Regions from separate parts of the Sus scrofa genome. Here region 1 is linked to region 2. Evidence: chromatin contacts called from public Hi-C data. All regions are on one chromosome and are shown on one strand. The core of a region is the stretch at or near the end of the contact, and the rest is flanking DNA. Distances in the headings are between cores, read along the strand shown. Region 1 holds the start of TBCCD1 (TBCC domain containing 1). Region 2 holds the start of ETV5 (ets variant 5).

Region 1 (6,399 bases), core at 3,134-5,633, 460 kb after region 2:
TGTTTTTGAGTCTGTTTCTGTTTTGCAAATTAGTTCATTTGTACTATTCTTTAGATTCCACATATGAATGATATCATGTAATTATGTGTCTTTGTCTGACTTACTTTCTTTAGCATGATAATCTCTGGAGCCATCCATGTTGCTGCAGATGGTATTATTTCATTCTTTTTTATAGCTGAGTAATATGTGTGTGTGTGTGCGTATGCGTGAACACCACAACTTCTTTATATCCATTCATCTGTTGATGGACACTTAGGTTGTTTCTATGTCTTGGCTCTTGTAAACAGTGCTGCTATGAACACTGGGGTGCATGTATCTTTTCGAGTTAGAGTTTTCTCCAGATACGTGTCCAGGAGTGGAACTCCTGGATCACACGGGAGCTTTATTTTTAGTTTTATTACGAAATCTCCATACTACTTTCTATAACAGCTACACCAATTTACATTCCCACTAACGGTGTAGGAGGGTATCCTTTTATCTGTGCCCTCTCTAGCACTTATTATTTGTAGACTTTTTGGTGACATTATTTGTAGACTTTTTGGTGACGTGAGGTAGTAACTCACTGTGGTTTCCATTTGCATTTCTTTGAACAATGCTTAAGCATCTTTTCATGTGTCTGTTGGTCATCTGTATGTATTCTTTGGAGAAATGTCTATTAAATAGCACTTTTTTACAGACCAGCTTCCCCTACTAGTCTGTGTGCTAGTGAAGTCAGAGCTGCTGTTCTAACAGTCTTTGAATCCCAGCACACAGCAGATGCTCAGTTAAAAATAGTCAGGTGCTCTGACTGTAAAATGTCAGTGGCTCATAAGCATTCAAGTACCGCAAAATAGTTTTAAGGTCCATGAAAATATTTCCCTCTTCCAATTACAGGGCTCCTCTAATAGTACTACTTTGAAAATAGATAAATAAAGATTGCTGGTAAGGATAAATTCACTAAATACTGCCAAACTGAAACCGCTAAAACATAAATGGTGCTTTGGGATCATGTGGTCATTAACCTAAAACTATACACTATACAGCTGGTATAAAAATTTAAAAGAGGAGTCCCCATTGTGGCTCAGCAGAAACGAATCCAACTAGTATCCCTGAGGATGTGGGTTCCATCCCTGGCCTTGCTCAGTGGGTTAAGGATCTGGTGTTGCCGTAAGTATGGTGTAGGTTGCAGACATGGCTCAGATCCTGAGTTGCTGTGGCATAGGCCAGCAGCTGTAGCCTGGGAACCTAGCCAAGGGTGAGGCCCTAAAAAGCAAAAAAAAAAAAAAAAAAAAAAAAAGGAAGAAGAAAGCAAAAAAATTTAAAAGAGTCTATTTCCCAAAGTAATCAAACACATATACATATACATCCATACCTGATTTCTTTGCTTTTCAACTTCATCCCCAGACATGCAGTTGGACAGAATCTCAGACCATTCCAGGCGCTCCTCTGGTGTCTTCACTGTAAGACTATCAAATATTTCAAAGTAAAGCCACGCCAGATCCTTAGCCAGCTGCAGCTTCCCACATGCAATGTGCCTCCATGTAGACCAGGACAGGCGTGGGTAGCCGCCCTCAGTGGCCCGGGTTCGCACATAGCTGGATATCTTCCTGAGATAGTGAAGACTGAACTTGGACGGAGGGGGGACCTGCAATGCGCCCACTATAAAGGGTTCTGCTTTTACCCAGAGGAGAACTCCGGACTGATCCATATTATCTCTGAGGACATCTGTGTGAAAAGGCTTCTTTGCATACCTATGAAACAAAGTTTCACACAAACCAATTCATTTACACATCTTCTTGTAAGGTGACCCCACCCTTAACCGTTTTTAAATGTACAGTGTCACTTTTAAAAGTGGATTTAGTTCAGCAAACAGAAGCAGAATAGATTTATAATATATTTGAGCAAGAAAAAAGTTGTGATAACACAGAATTGTCTCACTTGAATTGTTTGAAGCAGTTGTTTTAGGGAGCATGTGTAAATGCATGAGGTAAGAGATAGATCCCAGCTCATGACAAAGAAAAGAAGAAATGGGAAACAAGAACCATCCCATCACCAGAAATCTTGCTTAAACACTAGTCAAAATAAGAGGAGTTCCCTGGTGGTTCAGTGGGTTAAGGATCCAGCTTTGTCAATGCTGTGATGTGGGTTTGATCCGCGGCCCCAGAACTTCTGCATGCTGCAGGCATGGCCCAAAAAAAGAGAATAAAATTTCAAAGTCCAATAATTTACATATAGAGGCTGATTGATTATAAAGATTTGAACATGTTAGCTAACAATTTGAGCCCAATATGAAGCACTAGCACCAGGTGGCAGACCAGAATGCTCACATAAACACAGGCTATAAAAAAAGATCAAGAGAAGTTAAAGCATCTTTATAATGGTGAACCTCCTGTGGCTCTGGCATAGTCTATTATCCTTAATTCAGGCACAATATTTTTCTTTAATTTTTGTTTTTACAGCCGCACCTTTGGCATATGGATGTTCTTTCTAGCTAGAGGTCATTTGGAGCTGCAGCTGCAGGCCTATGCCACAGCCACAGCAGCATCAAATCCATAACCCACTGAGTGAGGCCAGGGATCAAACCCAAATCTTCATGGACACTCTTTTGGGTCCGCTAAGCCACAACAAGAAACTCAGGTACAATATTTTTAGATTTTGCTTTTGTTCATTGTTTGTTCTAACAACAACATATAATTTTCATGGAATATTTATAAAACACCTAAAAAGAAGGGAGGGAAATCATCCACAGTCCAAACACCAAGGGAAACTAGCTAATATTTTTACTGTATTTCCTATCCATGTTTTTTTTCCTACAGACTGGATGTTAGCTTTTGAATTTTCACAGTTGTGATGATACCATATATTCTGTAATACAGTTCTATATAATTTTAAAAGCTTAATAGCACTCTAAATAAATGTATTCCAGTTTATTCAATTGATCTATTTTCAGACACTTTGTAGATTTAAAATTTTTCACAAAAACGATACGCAAAATATTGACCATTGTTGATGCTGAATAATGAACACATGAGGGTATATGAACCTACTACTACCTTTACTTTTGTGTATGTTAAAATTTTCTACTCTAAAAAGTTAAATGTTTTCACTATTATAAATGATGGTATAATTACCACTTTCTGTATATTTTTTGCATTATGATTACTTTCCGGAGAAAAATTTCAGATGTGCATTTATGAAAAGAAGTAACTGACACTTCTGAAGCTCGTGACATATATTTCCATTACTTTCCAAAATGCTATCATATTGTTCCATCATTTGATCAAGGTACCATCTTCAAAACACACACCTCAGTATTAAGATCATTAAAAAAAAAAAACCTTTATATGAATGGATGAAAAATGTTTTATTCCTATCATTATGTCTTACATTTACTCTAAAAATTGTGTTTCTTTTGGGAATTACCTGTTCAAAAAATAAATGACGTCAATTGAGTGCTTGCTATATGCCGGGTAGCATTCTAAATGTTTTATGTTCTTCACCTCCTTTCATCCTCATAACTACCTACAGATAAATATGATTTTCCCTATTTTCAGAAGAGAAAACCGAGGCTTAGAAAAGTCAAGGAACTTACCCAAAGTCACATACTGGAATTGGCAGAGACCTGGATTAGAATTCAAGTTTGACTTGAGAACTGTTACTTATACAAATGTGCTTTAGGAACTCAGTTGTGGGAGAATCTAGAAAACGGGAGTGAATACAGAAGAGAATTACCAGAATGAGTGGCCTTAAATAGAAGGCCAGGTAAGGGCCAGGTGAAGGGTCATGGAACCATGAACCCAAAAGATGGGAGTGACAGGATAAATGGTAGCTGTCTTTGAACTTGGGAATGGCTTAGCGTCGCTCTTAATAATACCAGACAATGAAAGTTCTGTGAGGAAGATCTTAGGCTGCTCTGTGAAGTACTGACCTCCGCCCCTGAAGAGTGCAATCAAAGGACAGGTCCTGGAGAAGAACTCTCTATTCTAACCACCAAATTCGAGTGGGCTAAATTCGTAAACATTAAACTGGTGTTCCTTCCCTCTTCAAAAGCTCCCCTGGGATGCGCTGGGATCCAGGTTTCTCAGGCGGGGAGATGGGCGTGAGGCCCGAGCCTCCCTCCCGTGGCTTGGCCACCACTTTGGCCGCTGTCCAGGGTAGGACGCGGTCCTGGACCGGACGCCGGGTGGGCCGCCCGGGTGATCGGATTTTGAGAACTGACAAGCCCCAGCCGACTGGGTCTGTAGCGGACCCAAGACCCGGAGAACGCGAAGCTGGCCTCCCCGGCCCAAGCCTGAAACGGGACCGGCCCTCCCCGCCCTCCGTTGCGCCTAACTGCGCGCGGTTACCTGCGATGGCAGGGGCCGCTCCGCCGAACCTCTCCGTAAGCGGCCGCGCCTCGAACGCCAGACCCGCCCAGTGCCGGCTGCTCACCCACTGCGCATGCGTAAGGCACCAATGAGCTCCGGAGGACTACGTTGCTAGAGAGGCCCAGTGCTTCTTCCGCGGTCTGGGAAACTCTTGACCTCGAGTGCTGGATGCTGGAACTTGTAGCTAGATCTCATCGCTTTCTGGTGTCGCGCCTTTCAACTCAGGGTAGTTTTCTATTGCTCCACAGAGCTGTGGTCAGCCACTTAGCTGCTGGTAAGGTCAGCACGCTTTGATCAGTAATGATTATGATAATGACGGCTTACTGTGGGCGGGGCACCGATTAAAGCATCTTTACTTATTTCATCTCATTCCTAAGAGCCCTCTAAGGGAAGTACATTTGTTTTACTGATAAGGAATCTAGGACTTAGGTGAAAGTAACACTGCCAGAGACTAGCTAAGATACAGACCCAGACTCTCTGAAGCGAGAGCCCGCAAGGTTATCTCCTTAACTGTATATTAGCTTTTCCACCATGTTGCCGCCTTCAAGAAGCTTTTTGGCTTTCACCCAGCAGAAGAACATCACTTCTTCCTCTAACCTCCATTTTATGATTTCTGGCCATTTCCTGCTTTCTTAGTTCGTTTATGGCCTCTAGGCGTGGAAGGTACAAAGGTAAATAAGACCATAAGATGCAATTTAGTTTCTCTTTTTTGTGGCCTCTCTCTTCTAGAGGGCATCTTCCTGAAAGCAGTAACCTGGTCTACCTCTTACCTCTCTGTATTGTGTCTGACTCAGTGCTAGGCACTAGGATTTAGAGTAGTGAACAAACTAGATAAGGTCCTTGCTTTCTTCGAGTGTATATTTTAACAGGGAGAATAGATAATACATTAGGAAAATAAAATGGAATAATCCCATTGTGACTCAGCAGGTTAAGAACCCGACATAGTATCCGTGAGGATTGGAGTTCGACCCTTGGCCTCGTTCAGTGGTTTAAGGATCTGGTGTTGCTGCAAGCTGTGGAGTTTGGTTGCAGATGTGGCTGGGATCTGGTGTGGCTGTGGCAGTGGCTAGGCCTGCAGCTTCAGCTCTGCTTTGACCCCCTAGCCCGGGAACTTAACATATGCTGCAGGTGTGACTGTAGAAAGAAAAAAAAAACTCCAGGTATTAGTAAGTGCTACGAAATTTGGGAAAAAGGATGGATATCTAATCTGAGCTGAGGCTTGAAGAATAAGAAACCAGCACAGGAAGATCACAGTGGAAGGGATGTTTATACTCTGTGGCAGGCTCTGTTCTAAGTTGCTGTTCTAGACAGCTGTGAACAGAACAGTCCAGATTCATGCTCTCCTGAAATTGGCATTCCAGCGTGTGTTAGTAATGGGGACAGGATGAAAATAATTTTAAAAAATAGGGCAATATAAGAATAGGGACTTGGTAGGGGTTAATTTTGATTGGTTGGTCAGAGAAGTCTTCTGTGAGGTGGTAAATTTAAGCTGTTATCTGAGTTTAAAAAGGAGTCACCTATGTTAGGATCTGAGGGAAAAGCATTTTAGGCAAGAGAACAGCTAGAACAAAGCCCCTATAGGAATGAACTTGGTGTATTCAGAAGAGAGAAAGGAAAAGTGTCTTGCTGAAAGGTGGTAAGGAGTATGTACTAGGTGAGGGTACAGATCATATAAGGGTTTTGTTCTTTTTCCCCCAGGTTTATTGAGAAATGTTTCTATAAGCTAGCATAAAGAGTTGGGAGCTTACTCTAAGTGTAATGAAAAGCCATCCACAGCTTTTAAGTAGAGAAATGACATGACCTGACATGTTTGTTAAAAATCATGCAGAAAAAGGGGAGGCGGTGAGAAAAGAAGCTAAGATAACTAGGAGTGAAGGCAGGGAGACCACTTAGGAAGCCCTTGCCACATGGGAGATGATGTGAGATCACTTGGCTCAGAGATGTGGAGATGGAGACTTGCAGACGGATTCAGGATATGGTTTCAAGATTCAGGATATGGTTTCAAGGTAAAGCTCTGAATAGGGGATAGAGGAGAGGTATCAAAGAAGACAAA
Region 2 (6,346 bases), core at 1,579-4,078:
TTCCAAATTATTTGCAATTAAGAATCTGACATACATACTGTTTCTAAAAGTATTTTGTAGGTCAGTGGTAAAACACTATATTTAGTTTCAGGAATACATCAATCAGATGTCCACTTATCTTCATACACAGCTCCTTATTAAAACCCAAACCTTCTGTCCAAACAGGTGTAGTGTCTGTAATGTGACAGATATCTCCATGGCAACTTACAGAGATATCTGTGATATCTCCAACTTCTAAAAGAATAAACGAGCTATGAAAAGTAATGCATAAAACTAAATTCCACTGCACATATTTTAAATGCATCTCTACCACAGCTCTTTAAAACGCATTAAAAGCAAAAGATCCATGGAAAGAAAATTCAGTTTATTATAGTGAAGTCAATTTTTCTCCAACATGACAAAAAAAATAAATAAACTTGTTTCAGCACTTGTCAGGCATTGGGGCTGGGAAGAGAGGTTGGAGGTCAAAATGGAGAGGAGGGAACTTTTTCTAATTTGAGATGAATAAAGTAACAATTTTAGGAAGGTGCCATTTTCCTGAACACTTTGTTGTATTCTTCAAACAAAAACAGTTAAGTCAACAAAATGGGGGAAACGTTAATTTCATACAGCCTAGCTCTAAGCAGTGCCACACATTTAAAGATAAGTCTTTTATTTAACTCATATACAAATCTTAAATAGGGAACATTTTCTCAGTGGGCAATTCCATCCAATTTGTTTTTCACACTGTGTGAAGCATATCAAATTTTTGTAAGTTAGCAAGATACAAGGAAACGCTTCACGGCCAGCCTCCTCTCAGCACTTTGATCCAAGTAATAAGATATTTTCAAAGTCGAAGAGAAAAAGGAAAAGGAGCAAAACTGCGCACAGTTCATAACTTCCTAGAAAAACACTCTGGCTAGCCTGCCTGCCTGCCTTCCAAACAGCGCTAAAACGTTCAGGATAGAGCTTCTTTCCCAAATGTCAACAACCCGTAAACAGAATCTGAGTTGAGGGGCAAGAAAAGGAGTTCCTTGTAGCCTTCAAAAATCTGTCCGATTAAATAAATCGTGGCCTTAGAAATTCTGTAAATGTCTATTGGGAGAAGGCGACAACGGGTAGGAGATCGGAGGGGGAGATCTTTTCAGAGTCTACCAATGGAATGCGTTGCAAAACTACTTCACTATGAAGGAAAAAAAAAATCTTTTAAAAAATTAAATGAAAGAAAGTAGGTGCCAGAAGCGCATCCAAAAGAGGCATCGAGGGTCTTTAAAGCAACTCTCAAAGTTCAAGGGCTAGAAAAATTTTGTTCAAAGTATAAATTAAAAAAAAAAAAAAGCCTGAAGGGAAGGCTCGAATTCATCCAGGAGTATAAACCACTTCCTTTGTGCTCCCCCCCCCCCCCACACACACACCACGCCTGGTGCCCCCAGGAAAAACTTTAACACAACGCAGCGGTCCGATCGAGGCCCCTCCCCCGCGGCGCGCAGCGGGCCCGGTTTTATGAATGGGAGAGCGAGCCGCAGCCGCCACATCAGGTAAAGGCTGTAACTGGATCCCTAGCACTGGGCCCCATTCACAAAACAAGACACACTTCCACCCAATTCCCAGCCTTCTCCATTCATGAAAACTCCTTTGGATGCGCCCCCGCCCCCACTCCCAACGCACGCCCTGCCTCCGACGCAGGCCCCTCACCCCAGCGTTTTAGGAGGAAAGCTCAATGCTTCATTCACAAAAAAGCAAAGAAAAAAAGCCGCAGGGAGCTGCGAGCCAACGAAAGAAACCCGCTTCATTCATAAAGTCACCCACATTCATAAAAACGAGCTGCGGCGCCGGGCGCTACCAACAGCCTCCAATCCCCCCCTCCCCACCCCCGCTAGAAAAACCTTCCAAACATCTCTCTTTGGTACCCCTTTTCAATTAAGAGTTCAGTTTCCCCCAGAGGTCTCCTCCCCTCTGAAAATGCGGTCAGATCCCTAATCCAGCGCGAGGAGGCTCCGGCATCTCTCCATCCCCCTCCGCATTTTTTTTTTTTTTCCTTCTTTTCCACCATCCCCAGGCCGCGGTTCTGATGCTCCCCGATTTCTCGAGAATCGCCGTGCAGCCTGACGCCCTTGGTCTGCTGGGGTGGGAGTGGGGGACTGGTGTCCACTTTCCACAACCTGAAACTTGCAAGGCCTGCCTAAGTTCCCGGCCGACCCCAAATCTCGCAGGCTGCACATGTCACTTAACCTCTCCTGGTACTGGGGTGGGGGTGCATCACCTCTCAAACATTCGCCCAAAGCTGCTTTAGGTCCCCTCCTCACTGCAAACCTCTGCCGAGTACCTCTTCTCCAGAGCCCCCAAGTCCTCTCCGGACTCTCAGATCTCCAGAGATGGTAAAGCCGGCAACTCGGCGCCCCTCCATCCCCACCCGGGAGCCCCCGCACCTCGCGCTCCCGCGCGCCTCCCCCGCGACGTGCGGAAACCCGCTCTCTGCGCGCTCCGGAACCGTTAGCCGCCTCCGCTCGACGCCTCTCAGGAACCGGACCGGACCGGGCCGCAAGAGGAGGGGGCGGTCAGCCCTGGAAGGGAGGGGGCTCAGCCACCACAGAAAGTGCACCCCGACTTTGAGGATTCTGAATTAGCCAGTGAACTCTCGCCCGCTGGGCCCTTCCAAGACACCCGCTCCAAAAACCCTCTGTCCCTCGACGCCCCCTCACCTGAGGCGGTGGCTCTCCTCCCCTTGCAGCGGCCCCGGGGCGCAGGCGCGCTCACGCACGCGCGCACCGGGCCTGGGTGCCTAGGCGAATGGCTGGGCCGCACCGCTCCGGAGACGATAAACCGCTCCGCGCACCAGCGGCTGGACTCTGCGCTGCAGCTGCCAACCAGGCTGGAGCGCTGGCCCGGCCCCCAGCGGCCCGCCGCTCTGCCCACCGCCATTGGCCCGCGGCTGTAGCCCAGCCGTTTTCCCATTGGCCCGAGGCCGCTCCAGCGGCTGCCCATCACCTCTTGTTTACCCTGTCTGCGGGCAAATCCAGCCAAGCCGCCCCATCAACTCTGGTCCTCATTGGTCAACAGCACGTCCCTCCCCACCCCCTCAGGGGTCTGTTTTACATAATTTATGCATCTGGGGCCCATTGGCCAATCAGCACAGGCTTGTTTATATAATGAATGTAAGGACGTTTTTCATTCATAAAAAACGCGACCTGAGGGGGAAGCTTAGCTGAGTCAGTGAAGCACTTAAAGGGGCCGAGGGCCTCTAAGAGCCGCCTTTACTTCTCTCCTTGCAGCTCTCCCAACTTTTCACCGAAGCTTGGCTCTTTCCCCTTCCTCATTCACCCTTACTTCTTCCCCACCCCCACTCCCAGCCCTCCCAGCAACACCACTGCCGGGATTGGGCCGCTGAGCCCCGGTCGTTCGCAGCTGCAGCACCAAGAGAAGTTATCATTTTAGAATTCAGGCGAGAGGAATCTGTCATTCCACCCGGAGAGAAACTCGCTGACCGACCTGGGCGTTCGGCCCATAGAAACACAGAAAACGGAAACCGAGCCCTCTAATCTTAGTTACCTTTAAGAGAGGCCTTAATTTCCTTTAACTAGGTTTCCAGTGGGGGAAGAAAAAGCAGTATCTCCCTTTAAAATCTGAGCTCTCAAACAGCTTTTAGGTACTATTTTATACTGGCAGGCCCAAGGCCCAACCAAATCCTGTTTTCTCCCCATGCTTAATTGCAGTTTATAACCGCCAGAGTGGGTTTTGGATCCGGGATGTGAGAGGGTCGGCACTCAAAGAAATCCTCTCTGGGGAGGACACCAACCGGTCCGCCGACCTAGAAACATAAATCCCTCCGAAGCGGGCTTGCAGAGTTAGATCGCCTGCTTGTTTTCCATTTAAGTGTTGAATGCAAGATGGTGCATTTGCGAATTAGATCCCGTGCAGCTGGGAACGAGGAGAAGCTACTCTTCTTGCCAAACGACCGGGCACTAACTGCAATTGCTCAGATTCTTAACAGGGTGTTCCAGGAAACAAGCAATCCTCTCCCCTCTCCGCCCCCTCTGCCCCCTTCTGCGAAGGCCGTGGGATGACTCTCTGCTCTCCCCCAGGATATTGGGACTTGCGAAGGAGCTCTTCTGTTCTCATTCTGCTGGTGTGCCCTGCCATTCACCTCGTGCGCCAGCGGTGGGGGGAGGAGAGAGCCCCTAGTAAAGACTGGCCCTGCCGACACTGGGGCTGCCTCCTACCACCACCGTGGGGAATGCAGTGTGGATTTTTTAAAGAAAAAAAAAATTTAGGTCAAAATTTGCCCACCTTTTTCTGCTTCCACTTATGGGCTCTCAGTCATTTATAGCCCAAGAAATTTTGGACTTCATGGAAGGAAACCTGGAGTTCCTAGATGCAGCACTGACCAGGCATGAACAATAGAGTGGGTGGGTGGGAAAGTGCTCTGAACCTTTAGCAAGCAGTTCCACGTTATGGAATTTCCTAGGAGAGCATTTTGCTACCCACACCAGCTCCAGTGGAGTTTTCCGTTAGTGCCTCTCTCCTTTCCCCAGGCAGCACCATTTCTCTTTGGTGGCTGGAGCACAGTCCTTAGACGAGTGCTCCCAGTGTGTTGCTGACATCCCTGAGGGGCTGTCTCTCTTGCTGGACTCAGGGCCCAGGTTGGGTCCCCAATTCTCCTCCGTGGTTGACTGCCCCAACTCATCCCGTCTCATCCTGCTCTCATATCTAGTTTCTCCAGAAGAGCTTTTGGATTCCACTTAAATCTGCCCTCAGGCCCTGGTGGCGGGAAGACCTGCAGCCCATGGGGCCACATGTCCTTCACCGTATGAACCATAGCCCATCAGTCACACTGGCTACAGGGAAACAGTGCAGGACACTTCGCAGTGACTTCTTCCACAGGGTTGGCTTTGAGGCCTCTCATGTGATTGTCTGATCTTTGCCTCAAACCAAGGCTCTCCATCCCACCTTGGGAAGAGCAGTGGGGTATTTCTGGATTAAGCTGTGATAAATGGCGGCCAAGTTAGGAGCAGGGGAGGAATCGGGGGATGGGTTTTTATAGGAAGATTGTCACACACACGAGATCATGGAGGAATTTACACCAGAGTAGAGCTTTTACCAATTATTTAGTCATTCAGTAAACATTTATTTTGTACCCAATACTCAGCCAAACCCTGTGCTCAGCAAAAAGGTTAGAGATGAATGAGATTCAGCCTTTGTCTTGAAGGAGCCCACAATCTCTTGTACACATTCAGCAGCTGAAGTTCACTAACTTCTTCATGCCATATACAGTTCTCCACGGGTGGTCTCATTTATTCCTCATAATAATAGTACACATCAGTTCCGGTCTATAAAGTACAGGTATTAAAGCAGAGACCAGTGGTCTTGACTGGCTAATGGTTGCACATCTTGTCATTTGCGGAGCCTGGATAAGCAGTAAGGCAGGCAGGCTCCAGAGTGCATACGAGTCAGACTCAGCATGTCCCTTTGTTGTTCGGAAAGCCACCAGGAAATGTCATCTGAACCCCAATGATAGAGGGTAGAACTGGTTGAAGTCCTAGGGAGGCAGATTTTTAGCTCAGTAGAGGGTTGGGAAGGACTTTGGCATGTTCGGAGTGGCCCCCAAAGGACTAGTGCTGCTGGTAATGAGTCCCCCATCACAGGAGACATTTATGCAGAAAGATTTGGTGCAGAGGGACTACTGCACTGGGCGAGATAAGTGAACTCAGAGTATTGCTCCAGCTCTAAGAATATGGCTCTGAGAAATAGGAGCTTGTGTTGAACAGGAGGTTCGGGCCCTGGACCCAGGCACCTTAGCTCTGCCGTGAGATGTGAGGGAGTAGCTCATACCTACCTTGCCAGGCTGACTCCTGGGCCCAGAGTTGGTTCCTTACTTTTAAGTGTTCATGATGTCTTTTCTCTATACCTCTTCCTTCTTTTCTCCTGCTTCTTCCTGCTCCTGTCCCCATTTCACTCTCTGTCTTCTTGAATGATCTTTGCCTTTTAAAAGGGTGAAGGGTCGGTATTTAGAAGTTCTTTGTTTAGTACATTGAGGCTTTCCTCTTAAGAACATTACTTATATTGGAGAATTTGCTCAGCCTGTGTTCTAACATACCATTCTCTCTTATCCAGGAGGGAAACAAGACTGGAAAAGATAACAAAAAGAGAGACCAGCCTTCTGGAACATTCGAATGTCAATCTAGCCTTTGTTCTCTGGCAGTAGCAAAACTCAATCACAGTAGGATAACTAGGCCCTTGTTCTTCAGTTTGCACTGTCTTCAGAGAAGCAACACGGAAGGATAGAAAAGCAAGTCCCTCATCCCCAGCCTGAAAGCTTCTGTTTCCCTTTAGAGGACTGCTTTTAAAATTTCCCCCTAAAATCCAAAAA

Evidence for each region. A called contact is a pair of places that touch in the nucleus more often than the background predicts.
Region 1: a Hi-C map of skeletal muscle shows a contact between it and region 2, with 4 times the contacts expected there. The contact joins the promoter of TBCCD1 here to the promoter of ETV5 in region 2. A contact is called at or near these places in 3 of 47 Hi-C or Micro-C datasets (heart right ventricle, liver and skeletal muscle).

The regions. Positions count from the first base shown.
Region 1 is chr13:124,383,435-124,389,833 of Sscrofa11.1, forward strand. It overlaps TBCCD1 (TBCC domain containing 1), which reads right to left and starts at 4,384. Exons shown (of 7, transcript NM_001243469.1): 1 at 4,326-4,384; 2 at 1,352-1,730. The coding sequence starts at 1,687. It also overlaps a transcript of DNAJB11 not described here.
Region 2 is chr13:123,927,329-123,933,674 of Sscrofa11.1, forward strand. ETV5 (ets variant 5) reads right to left here and starts at 2,829. Exons shown (of 13, transcript NM_001243025.1): 1 at 2,682-2,829.